Linked DNA regions of Mus musculus: region 2 is linked to region 1. Evidence: chromatin contacts called from public HiCAR-type data. All regions are on one chromosome and are shown on one strand. Each heading gives the region's core, a stretch centred on a gene start, on an enhancer-like site or on the middle of the called end of the contact. The rest is flanking DNA. Distances are from core to core; before and after follow the strand shown. Region 1 holds the start of Spag16 (sperm associated antigen 16). Region 2 holds the start of Mreg (melanoregulin).

The links. HiCAR-type assays count read pairs that join an accessible place to other places.
Region 2: a contact with region 1 is called in a HiCAR-type map of astrocytes, with 8 times the contacts expected there. The contact joins the promoter of Mreg here to the promoter of Spag16 in region 1. A contact is called at or near these places in 2 of 39 promoter capture datasets (hippocampal neurons and liver) and 1 of 115 datasets of contacts at active chromatin or transcription factors (astrocytes).

The regions. Positions count from the first base shown.
Region 1 is chr1:69,824,587-69,829,657 of GRCm38.p6, reverse strand. It overlaps Spag16 (sperm associated antigen 16), which reads right to left and starts at 2,688. Exons shown (of 17, transcript NM_029160.3): 1 at 2,537-2,688. The coding sequence starts at 2,654.
Region 2 is chr1:72,209,815-72,214,885 of GRCm38.p6, reverse strand. Mreg (melanoregulin) reads left to right here and starts at 2,579. Exons shown (of 5, transcript NM_001005423.2): 1 at 2,579-2,869. The coding sequence starts at 2,775.

The sequences.
Region 1 (5,071 bases), core at 1,439-3,938:
GAGTGTGGCCAAACACACAAATCCTATTACAGGTTCAAGCCAGATGGGGATGGGGTCCCCGTCACTGAGACGGGGCAGCAGACAGAGGGTCCCAGCCCTAACTAAGAAGATACCTACATTGATAACACTTGGCAACAGGAAAGTCAGTTTTTTCCAATTGTGTCATTGGATGACACCACAATTTACATCCCTGAATAGGTCGAATGCCCTTGAGTAGCTGTAAACCACAAGGTCAACTCAAAGGTATTTTTTAAAAGCGAAATGAAACATTCTGTTTCATTTCGCTTTTACTTTTGTTTAGGATTTCTGTCTTACCGGTCTGTTTTTGAAAGACTCTAGCAAGCTGGAGCTCGGCCAACCGGCTCTGACAGGTCTTGCTTTTCTCCATTCCCTTCCTACAAACCATTAGACTGCATTCCTAAAGCTCCCCACTTCCTCCTCCTAAGGCTGCCAAGACCAATCCAAGAATTGAAGTCCAGCAACCAACCGCCCCCCTTTGGCTCATCTAGTCAACATGCCAGGTCAAAATTAAACACTTCATCCTAACACAGGGTTTCCTCTTAAACCTTTCTAAACTGCCATCTGCCTGTGGGCCACATATGTTTCCTCCCTATCCAGAGGCAGTCCTTTGTACCCCCTCCAGCTCCCCACCCAAGGATGAATACTCCTTCTTCCTCTTTCTTGTTCTCTATCTTTGTCTTTGTCTTTTAATCCCTGCCCTTTATCTGACTGGGGCAAATAAATCTCCCTTGTGCTGAGAACTTGGTCTTGGGGTGTCTTTTGCCAACACCAGTTTTGACTTCAATTTTGTGGGGTTTGCTTTTTGCGGCGGTTCTGTGTTTTACTTTTTAGTCAGTTCTCGTTTTTTGTTGTTTTTGTTTTGGGGGACCATAAAATTGGGTGGGGAGGGAGAAGGGCAGGGTCTGAGAGAAGTTGGAAGGAAGGGATAACATGATCAAAATATATTACATGAAAAAAATGTTAAATTTTTAAAAATGGGTGTGAAAACTGAAATAAGTTGCAGTTTTAATTCAGTGCTCTTCTAGAAATTTCCACAAATCTGATTTTTTGTTTAAAGTTTTATTGTGTAAGAATCCTATGTTTACTTTAAAAATACATCTTCAAAATGTTATCAATTGGTCTTATATTAATAACTAAACTATGCCCAGAGAAATCATTTCCATGACAAAAAATTTACAAATGTTTTGCTGGAATTCACTAGGAAGAACACTGGAAACCCTCATATTTGGTACAGATTAAATTAGACATAATAACATGATTTTTTTAAACTTTAAAGTGAACATTCTGAAACAGATTATAAAGATTCATTTATGACACTAAGGCAGCCCACATTTTTTCAAATTGATTTCAAGACTTAACTCCTATAAAAATAATTTTTATCCAATATAATACTACATATTTTCTGCTTAACTGAGCCTGTTAAAGCTCCCAAAATGAATCACTGCTGGATCTATGAGATCTTGAATTTAAAAACAAGATACTAAACCGGCCATGGTGGCGCATGCCTTTAATCCCAGCAGAAGCAGAGGCAGGCGGATTTCTGAGTTCGAGGCCAGCCTGGTCTACAAAGTAAGTTTCAGGACAGCTAGGGCTACACAGAGAAACCCTGTCTCAAAACAAAACAAAACAAAACACAACAAAACAAAAACAAAACCAATCCAAACAAAACAAACAAACAACAAAAACCCATACTATAACTATTCCAATAATAATAGTAATAGATTTTTTTACTGTCTTTAACATCTTTATAGATAGCCATTTTTCATTTATCTATTGTATGTATGTGGCTCTTATTTTCAAACACTGAGCATTAATCCAGAATTTCCTATCTAGAGAAGAGAAGGCTAAAGACTTACAAAAGAGTTAATGAACCTAATTATACATATAAAATTATTCGTTTTTTTTTTCTGGTACCTACATTCATAACTGCTCATCATGATCTGTTGCTTTTTTCCAAGCATTTGCCTGCTCATTCCACACACATTTATTAGCCCAATGTGGGGGGGGCGGCAGGGTATTACAGTGCTACCACTTAACAGCCAAAACCGAAAGAAACTACAGAGGAAGGTAGGCAACCCTATGGAGAGACCTGGTACAAGACCACAGGGTGCCCAAAGGTACATACAGATCTCCCTTAATATGTCAGTATCTGATGGAAGTTATTAAGAAGGTATGCTGAGGGTGTGTGTGTGTGTGTGTGTGTGTGTGTGTGTGTACCATTCATCAGAGAGTTGGAAGAGTTTTTGTGCCACCTTCATGCCAATTGCCTCCATCCTACAAGTCAGGGTGTAAATTACAAGGTCCTGGAAGGCTTCCCTACTCTGCTCATGACTGTAACCACAGATGAGCCTACACTCCTAAAATGGCTTCTGCTGGGACAGAGCTGGGCTGGCAAGGACTCCACCTGGAGGTCCCATGGACACTCCATCAATGGCGTCCACAGACGCCCCGACAGGAAGCCCCTACGCAGGCCCCGTCAGTCACCAGCCCGCCCGGGAGGCCACCAGAAGGATACGCTCCAGGTAGTAGGCGCCCTCGGAGGTCACCGCCTCTGTCACCTCGCCGGTGGGTGACAAGCCAATGCCCAGCTCCTCCAGCACCCGCAGCGGCGGGACCCCAGACGGAGCAGCCATGCTTGCAACTGCGCCCCTCGGTGCCCCTCCGACTGGCGTCGCGACTCTCGCGAGAACCCGGGACCCCTCACCCCGACCAGCGGGGCACCAAAAGGCCCCGGTCAAGCCCTCTGCGCGTCCGCAGTTACTACGGCAACGCGTTGCCTAGTTACCCCAGACGCCCCAGGAAGCTTGGACTGCAGACCTGAAGCCCAGAACCAGGGACTCATATTACATTTACACAAGCTACTTGTTTGGGTGTTTTTGTTTTCATTTTGTTTGCTTGCTTGCTTGCTTGCTTGCTTGCTTGCTTGCTTGCTTGCTTGCTTGCTTGCTTGCCTGCTTTAACGCCATTCTTTTCGGCTTCCTTTTTCTTCATTGCTTTCCTTTACTCTTTGTTTATCACATGCCAAAGTCGGTCCTCAATTTTTAGATGTGTAGAGAACCTCAAATATTTCTGGGGAAGGGAAGACTTAAGAAAAGGTGGGATACTTGTCTCTGTATTTCTAGAAGAAGTGGGGAAAGTTCTAGGAACCATTTTTGAGGAGCTCCTTAAACCCCTAGCAATGAAAAGTAGGGGTGCTCACCTTTATTACATCCTTTCTAGCAATCTTTTAATTCTTTTATGTGGACATCTGTTTGGACCGCGGCTTCCTACACACGGACTTGGAATAGTCCCAGTCGTATCAAATTATACCATTGATTTTTGCTGAGGTAAACTCACATCCATAAAAAATTATGAGCTACCTATGACCCTAACATAAAGTCTAATAGGTGATATTTGGGATAGGGCATGTAGTTAAGAACTAATGAGCTACCTCAGAGGGAAGGGAGCAGGGAAGAAGGGCAGGGAGGAGATGGAAAGGGGAAAGAGAAGGAATAGCGAGGAGGACAAGAAGGAGGGGGCAGGAGAGAACTGACTAATTTGTCCAATCATGTGTCTCATTGCTGTGATAGAAACTTCTGGTTTATATAGTGTATATACATAGGCATCATTAAGACCATCTTTCAGATTCTTTTTCTTTTTTAATTCTACATTCCTTAATGAACTCTGGTTGATAATTAAATAAAAGCTCACGTTTATTTAATTAAAAAAAAAATACTGGTAACTTCTAGAGGGGTGACTAAGAACCTGAAGGTTGGAATCCGTTTGCATTACTTCCTGTCTACAGCCACACCTAGGCCCGAGGATAATGTCACCTGCCTCAAGTGTTGTTATTAGCTATAAATCACCAGAGCATTAGCCACCTATTCAGAGCATACAGAGATAAGGAATATGAGCTGCTTCCATTACACTTGGTTTTGCGTCTTAGAATAAAGGTCACAATGGTATCTGAAGAGTTCAAGAGTTTGCTCACAGCAAACGTTCTGAGTGCCCATTCAATGCAAAGAAGCAAAAATACAGAAGAGGAATTCTGAAAATGGGGGATCCATTGGCTTACATCTGGCTTCATCTTTCAAATGGTTGACTGTAAACTGAACCCTGAAAAGTGGCCTGGGTGCGGAATGGTCAGGCACTGCTGATGCCTCAAAGGACAGGCAGAAACAAGAGACACATGGAGGACCATCCCTTGGAGCTTCTAATGTTTATTCTGTCGGCTACAAAGCCTGTTGTCTTTGAATGTAATGTATCATCTTCTACAAACAGGTTTATATTCTAGTGCTTACTAATTGTCTTACTTAAAGTTAGGCTCCTTGAACTACGGCTTTCGGTTCCCTTATAAAGACTTATAAGAGCCGCCTTACTATATATAAAATAATGGAAAAAAAATGGAAAGTAAAATATGTAAAGATTCTTATCATTTCCAGTACACCAGATATTTTCAATAAGTAATGTAAATAAAATATGCTTAAAATATTGTGACTGTGACAAGCCCAAATTTAATATTTTAAAGAGCTTAATATATAGGAATTGTTATTTAGTAAGGCATAATTCTTTTAGACATGGCCAGCGCTTGACATAAGAAATGGTTTGACAGAGTCCTGAAATACAAACTTCAGTCAGTATTAACTATGTGTGGTAGAGAAGTCAGAGATGTTTATTCAAAGGTGTGCAAATGGAAAAGAGATATTTTACACACATGCATCAAAATATATATATATATATATATGTATGTATGTCCATTATGTCAAGCTTCCAAATGACCAAGATAGAAACTGAGTTGCTAATCTATTTACTTCCACGTAGTAGATTTCAAATTTTAAACTCACCCAAGATGTATTACCCAATTACAACTGAACATATGTTCTATATGTACCTGATCATTAATGTTTTGAAAATTCAAATGCAGCCAGGCATGGTGACACACACCTTTAATCCCAGTACTTGGGAGGCAGAGGCAGGCGGATTTCTGAGTTCAAGGCCAGCCTGGTCTACAGAGTGAGTTCCAGGACAGAGAAACCCTGTCTATAAATAAATAAATAAATAAATATTCAAT
Region 2 (5,071 bases), core at 1,330-3,829, 2.4 Mb before region 1:
AATAGAGGCTGGCCCCTTTCCTAGTTCTGCTCTGAAAACAAGCAGCTGATGGCACTGTAAGTCACCAGTTGCCCCAAGGGGACTGCCAACTCCACCGACATCAGGTGCCCAGGGACTCTCGGTAAATGTCAGATGCTACCATGTGCGGTAGGCGATACTGGTTAAGGCAGGCAGAGGAGCAGTGGGGCCTAACTCTCAAAGGGGAAGCTCAGAGCTTCCCTGCGAGGGATGTCTGAAAGGGGAAATGTGCTCAGCCACAAAGCCGAAGGTGGAGGAGAAGCAGCAGGAGCCAACTCCCAGGAAGACAACACTGTGACAGACACTGAGGTGATGAGCCTTAAAGAGCCAACAAACAGGTCAGGCTCAGTGGCTCAGCGAAAGGCAAGCCAGACAAGCCTCAGTTGGATCCCTGGGACCCACATTGTGGATGAAGAGAACCAACTATGGCCAAATCTGAACCCCACCTGTGTGTCAGGGCACTCATAGCTGCCCCAGCCCTGCCAAATAAATAGACGTAATAAGTGAGTTTTAAAAGGGATCTTCAACTGTTACTTTTTAAAATAAAAATCAGAACATCTTAATTTAAAAGTAGGCAGAAACCGAACACGCTAATCTTTGTTAAGGCTGAATGCTAACTTGATCCACTCATTAAAGAGACACAGTGGGTGGGTGAGCTGGGAAGTCAAGGGACTAACAGGAACAAAGCCCCTAGCACTGCATAAGCTGGGCGTGGCAGCACATACCTGTAATCTTAGCCCTTGGGAGATGCAGGCAGGAGAGTCAGAAGTTCAAGGTCATGTTCAGCTATATAGGGGGTTTGAAGTCATCCTGGCCTATATGAGACCTTTTCAAAATAAAACACTGGGGCCTGGGCCTGTAACTCAGGGCTTGAGTTTGGTGTGAGCAGGACCCTGGGTTTGACCTCTAGGCACGCACACCTCACCATGGCACTCATCCCTTTTCTTGCCTTATTTGTTCTCTAGTCTAACTAACTTAAAGTCTAACTAACTAGTCTAGTCTAACTAACTTAAAGTTAACATACTTGGAAAGTGCTTATTTCCTTGTCTAACCACCCCTCACCAGAATGTTCACTTTTTGCTGGTCTTGTTTACTGCTGTATCCCCATCCTAAAACATGCCTCACACATAGCTTAAATACTTCTCAAGTAAATCAGACTGGCAAAGGCAAGACAAAGAAGCAAAACACCTTCTGCTTTAGGGTTTTACTGATGTGAACAGACACCATGACCAAGGCAACTCTTCTAAGGACAACATTTAATTGGGGCTGGCTTACAGGTTCAGAGGGTCAGTTTATTATCCAGGCAGGCATGGTGCAGGAGGAGCTGAGAGTTCTACATCTTCATCTGAAGGCTGCTAGCAGAATACTGGCTTCCAGACAGCTAGGATGAGGGTCTTAAAGCCCACATCCACAGTGACACACCTACTCCAACAGGGCCACACTTTCTGATAGTGACACTCCCTGGGCGATCACACCTTGTATTTTATATTGAGTATAGGGTTTGTATGCCAGAGTCTAAATTTGAATTGCACACTGGAAAGCAATTTGGCAGGATTCATTAAAATTAAAGGGGTGGACTGGAAAGATGGCTCAGTGGTTAAGAGCAATGACTGCTTTTCCAGAGGTCCTCATTTCAATTCCCAGCAACCACATGGTGGCTCACAACCATCTGTTATGGGATCCAATGCCCTTTTCTGGTGTGTCTGAACACAGCTACAGTGTTCTCACATATGTATAAAATAAATCTTTTTTAAAAAAAAAATTAAAGGGGCATCTTATGACACAGCAAGTCGACTGCCACATCTTTATTCAGTTGGTGTAGAAGCTCCCAAGTGCAGCAGTTCAAGGATGTGCACTGCAGCCCTCAGTACAAAAGGCTGGGATTGGTTAACATGTTCACCATTATGTTCACGGTCTGGTTAAATAACACTGGCATCGGTAAGATTAGGTCTGCGTTAGGAAGACAGAAAGATACACATACAGTCTGCATGACATCAGTGAAAAGAGCCAGGCACAAAAATGTGTGCATGGGAAGGGTTGGAGGGAGAAAGGGAATGGTGAGGGTGGGTGGGGCAATGCAATGTTTTAATTTCAAAAGATAAAAACAAACAAACAAACAAAACCCCAAACAAAACAAAACCACAAACATTTGGTGCGGTAATCTGCTGCTTGGACATAAAAAAACAAAAGTGGGATTTCTGGGGGCTGGTGAGGTAGATGGCGCTACACAAGACAGGATTCTGTTCCCAGCACTCACATTGTAATTTACAAAAATAAATCTCTTGTAATATAACAGTTGTAGAACTCACAAGCGGTTGCTTTTTTTTTTTCCCCTAAGAGTGTTCAAGGGCTGGAAGTTTGAAAAAATAAAAAAACTTTTACAAAGCGTGTATTGTGGGAGACCATTTCCTTTGCAGAGAAGCCAATTAAAAGGACAGTTGGGTTCGGCCACGCGCAGCAGACCCCTGCTGCTCAGCGGTCACCTCCGGGGTTCTGCGGGGCGCCTGGAGCGCGCTCGCTCCCTAGAGGGCAGCCGTGGGCGTCGCAGGACGCATGCGCTCGGGCGGCACCCGGGGAATTAAAAGAGAGAGGGAAAAGCTCCCGCGGCAAACGCGCAGCTCGCGTCCCCACGGCCGGCCGCGGCGTGATGCGCACGGCCCGGCCCGTGACGCCGCGGCCGTCCCTGTCCCCGTCCCCGCGTCCCCGCCGCCATCGCGCGCCCGGCTCCGGGATCCCGGCGCCGGGCCTCGCTCCCCATGGGGCTGCGCCGCTGGCTACGGAGCGCCTGCTGCTGCTGCCCGTGCCGGTGCCTGGAGGAGCCCGCGCGGCCCGAGAAGGAGCCGCTGGTCAGGTGCGTATCGGGCCGCCTCGCGGGGTGGGGACCCGGGTGTCGTCTGAACCGGGGAAGGGGTGCTGTGAGGTCACACCGCGGTGCCACCCGGCCCCCCTCGGCCCCGGTCTCGCACAAGACGATTTAAGCTCCGGATCCTTGGTTCAGATTTTGTGTGGCTCCTCGGAGGCAGCGGATGCCCCTGGGAAACGCCACTGACTGCTGCAGGGGAAAGGGCCGGGAAGAGAAGTTTCCAGAGGGGGTCTCATCGGATGAGACGGACGAGCGTGGGTTTCCTTGGCACTGAGATGAAAAAAAAAAGTTTGGCTATCTCTTCCAATGTCATGACCGAAAGAAGTCGATTTCAGTGACTGAGGAAATCTTTCTCGTGATAAAACTATGCGTGCTGTACCAGTGACAGCCAATTGACTGTTCGGGGGTTTAAACTGAAATGTGGGGACATTTAATGCTCATTAGCTAATGTGCTAAGAGGCTTTGTGAAGGAACCCTGTGCACAGCTTTGCTTGACTTTTTTTTTTTTTCCCCTAAAGCGATACTTTAATATACGTATAAGCACGAGGGGTAGAAGAAAAAGGCACTCAGAAATAAGACATACCCAAGCGTGGTTGCCGGCTCCTAGAGAGAGAAGAGATAGGACTGTGATTTTTATTTTTCCTTAAAATGTTGGTTTTTTGTTTTTTGTTTTTTTCTTCCTCCCTATCGTGAGTTTGCTGAAATTAAGTTCCACCATGCCAGGTTAACCTTATCGAATGAGGTCCCACCAAGTCGTGCCCCAGGGAACAGAATTGAAATTAGGGCACAGGATGTAGGGTGGAATTCTAGGCTTGGTGAACAAGCGCAGAAGCCAGGACCCCTTCCTTAAGGGACACGCAACGAATCCAATCCTGCTTGCACAACTCTGGCAGAAGCAGCAAAGCATGGCTTTACCTTGCCCTACTCTGTCAAGTCCAGACACTTCCCCTGACTTTGCAGAGTTACATAACCCATCCTGCCTGTCTGCTCTTATTTTCCAGCGCATTAAGCAGGATGTACTTGCCCCTGTAGGAACAATCTACTCTTAGTCCCTCCAAGCTCCTGGCCAATGGTGACCTTTTGCCTTCTACCCTTTCCTAAAGTGGCCTTGTGGCCCCTTTTCATCTCCCTTTTGCGAGTCAGGACTTGGAATTATCATCTTGTTATCTGGTGAGGTGTTTCATGAAATATATCTAGATACCCAAGGCACCACACACACACACACACACACACACACACACACACACACACACAAATACACACACACACACACACACACACTCTGTCTTACTATGTAGACCTGGCTGACCTCTAACTCAGAGATCCGTTTGCCTCCTGGGTGATCTGATTAAAGGCGTTCACCACCCCTCCCGGCTACCATACTATGTTTGGTTGTTTTTGCTAATAGCCCTCTCACTTAGATTTTGAGATTACTTTGGGCTTGGAGAAATCTAAATTACCTATCTTTAATTTAAACAGCAAAAGCTAACCGTGTAGATTTTTATCTCAGGACTTTAGACTCTAGGTTCTTATGAAATACAGCCTTCAATTTACTTTCAGCCATTTTTTTTGTTTTTTGTTTTTGTTTTTTTTCTAGTGCTTTTTTTTTTTTTTATTCTTTTAGAATTGCTGGACTTCAGGTGCTTTTTATTTTGAAATTGAGACCTTCTCCTGTCTTGCTTTATGCTCAGTGGATGACAGTCTGAATTTTGTGACTTTCTTTCTTTTTTTAAAAGAAGATGAAGTTAGCTAGGCATGGTGGAACAGGGTCATGATCATAGCTCCTAGGCTGGGAGGCAGGAGAGTCAGGTGTTCAAAGCTGCCTTGGCCAAAGAAATCTAAACACAACACCCTATCTGAAAAGAAATGTTTAAAATTTACGAAGGTGGGGCTGGAGTGGCTCAGTGATTAAGAGCACTGGTTGCTCGTCCAGAGGTCCTGAGTTCAATTCCCAGCAACCACATGGTGGCTCACAACCATCTGTAATGGAATCTGATGCCCTCTTCTGGTGTGTCTGAAGATAGCGACAGTGTACTCATACATAAAATAAATAAGTCCAAAAAAAAAAAGTTAGGAAGGTGCCAGGGCAGTTGTGGTGGCGTACGCTTTTAATCCCAGCAGGCAGATCTCTATTAGTTGGAGGCCAGCCTGGTCTACAGAAAATGTTCCAGGATTGCCAAGGCTACACAG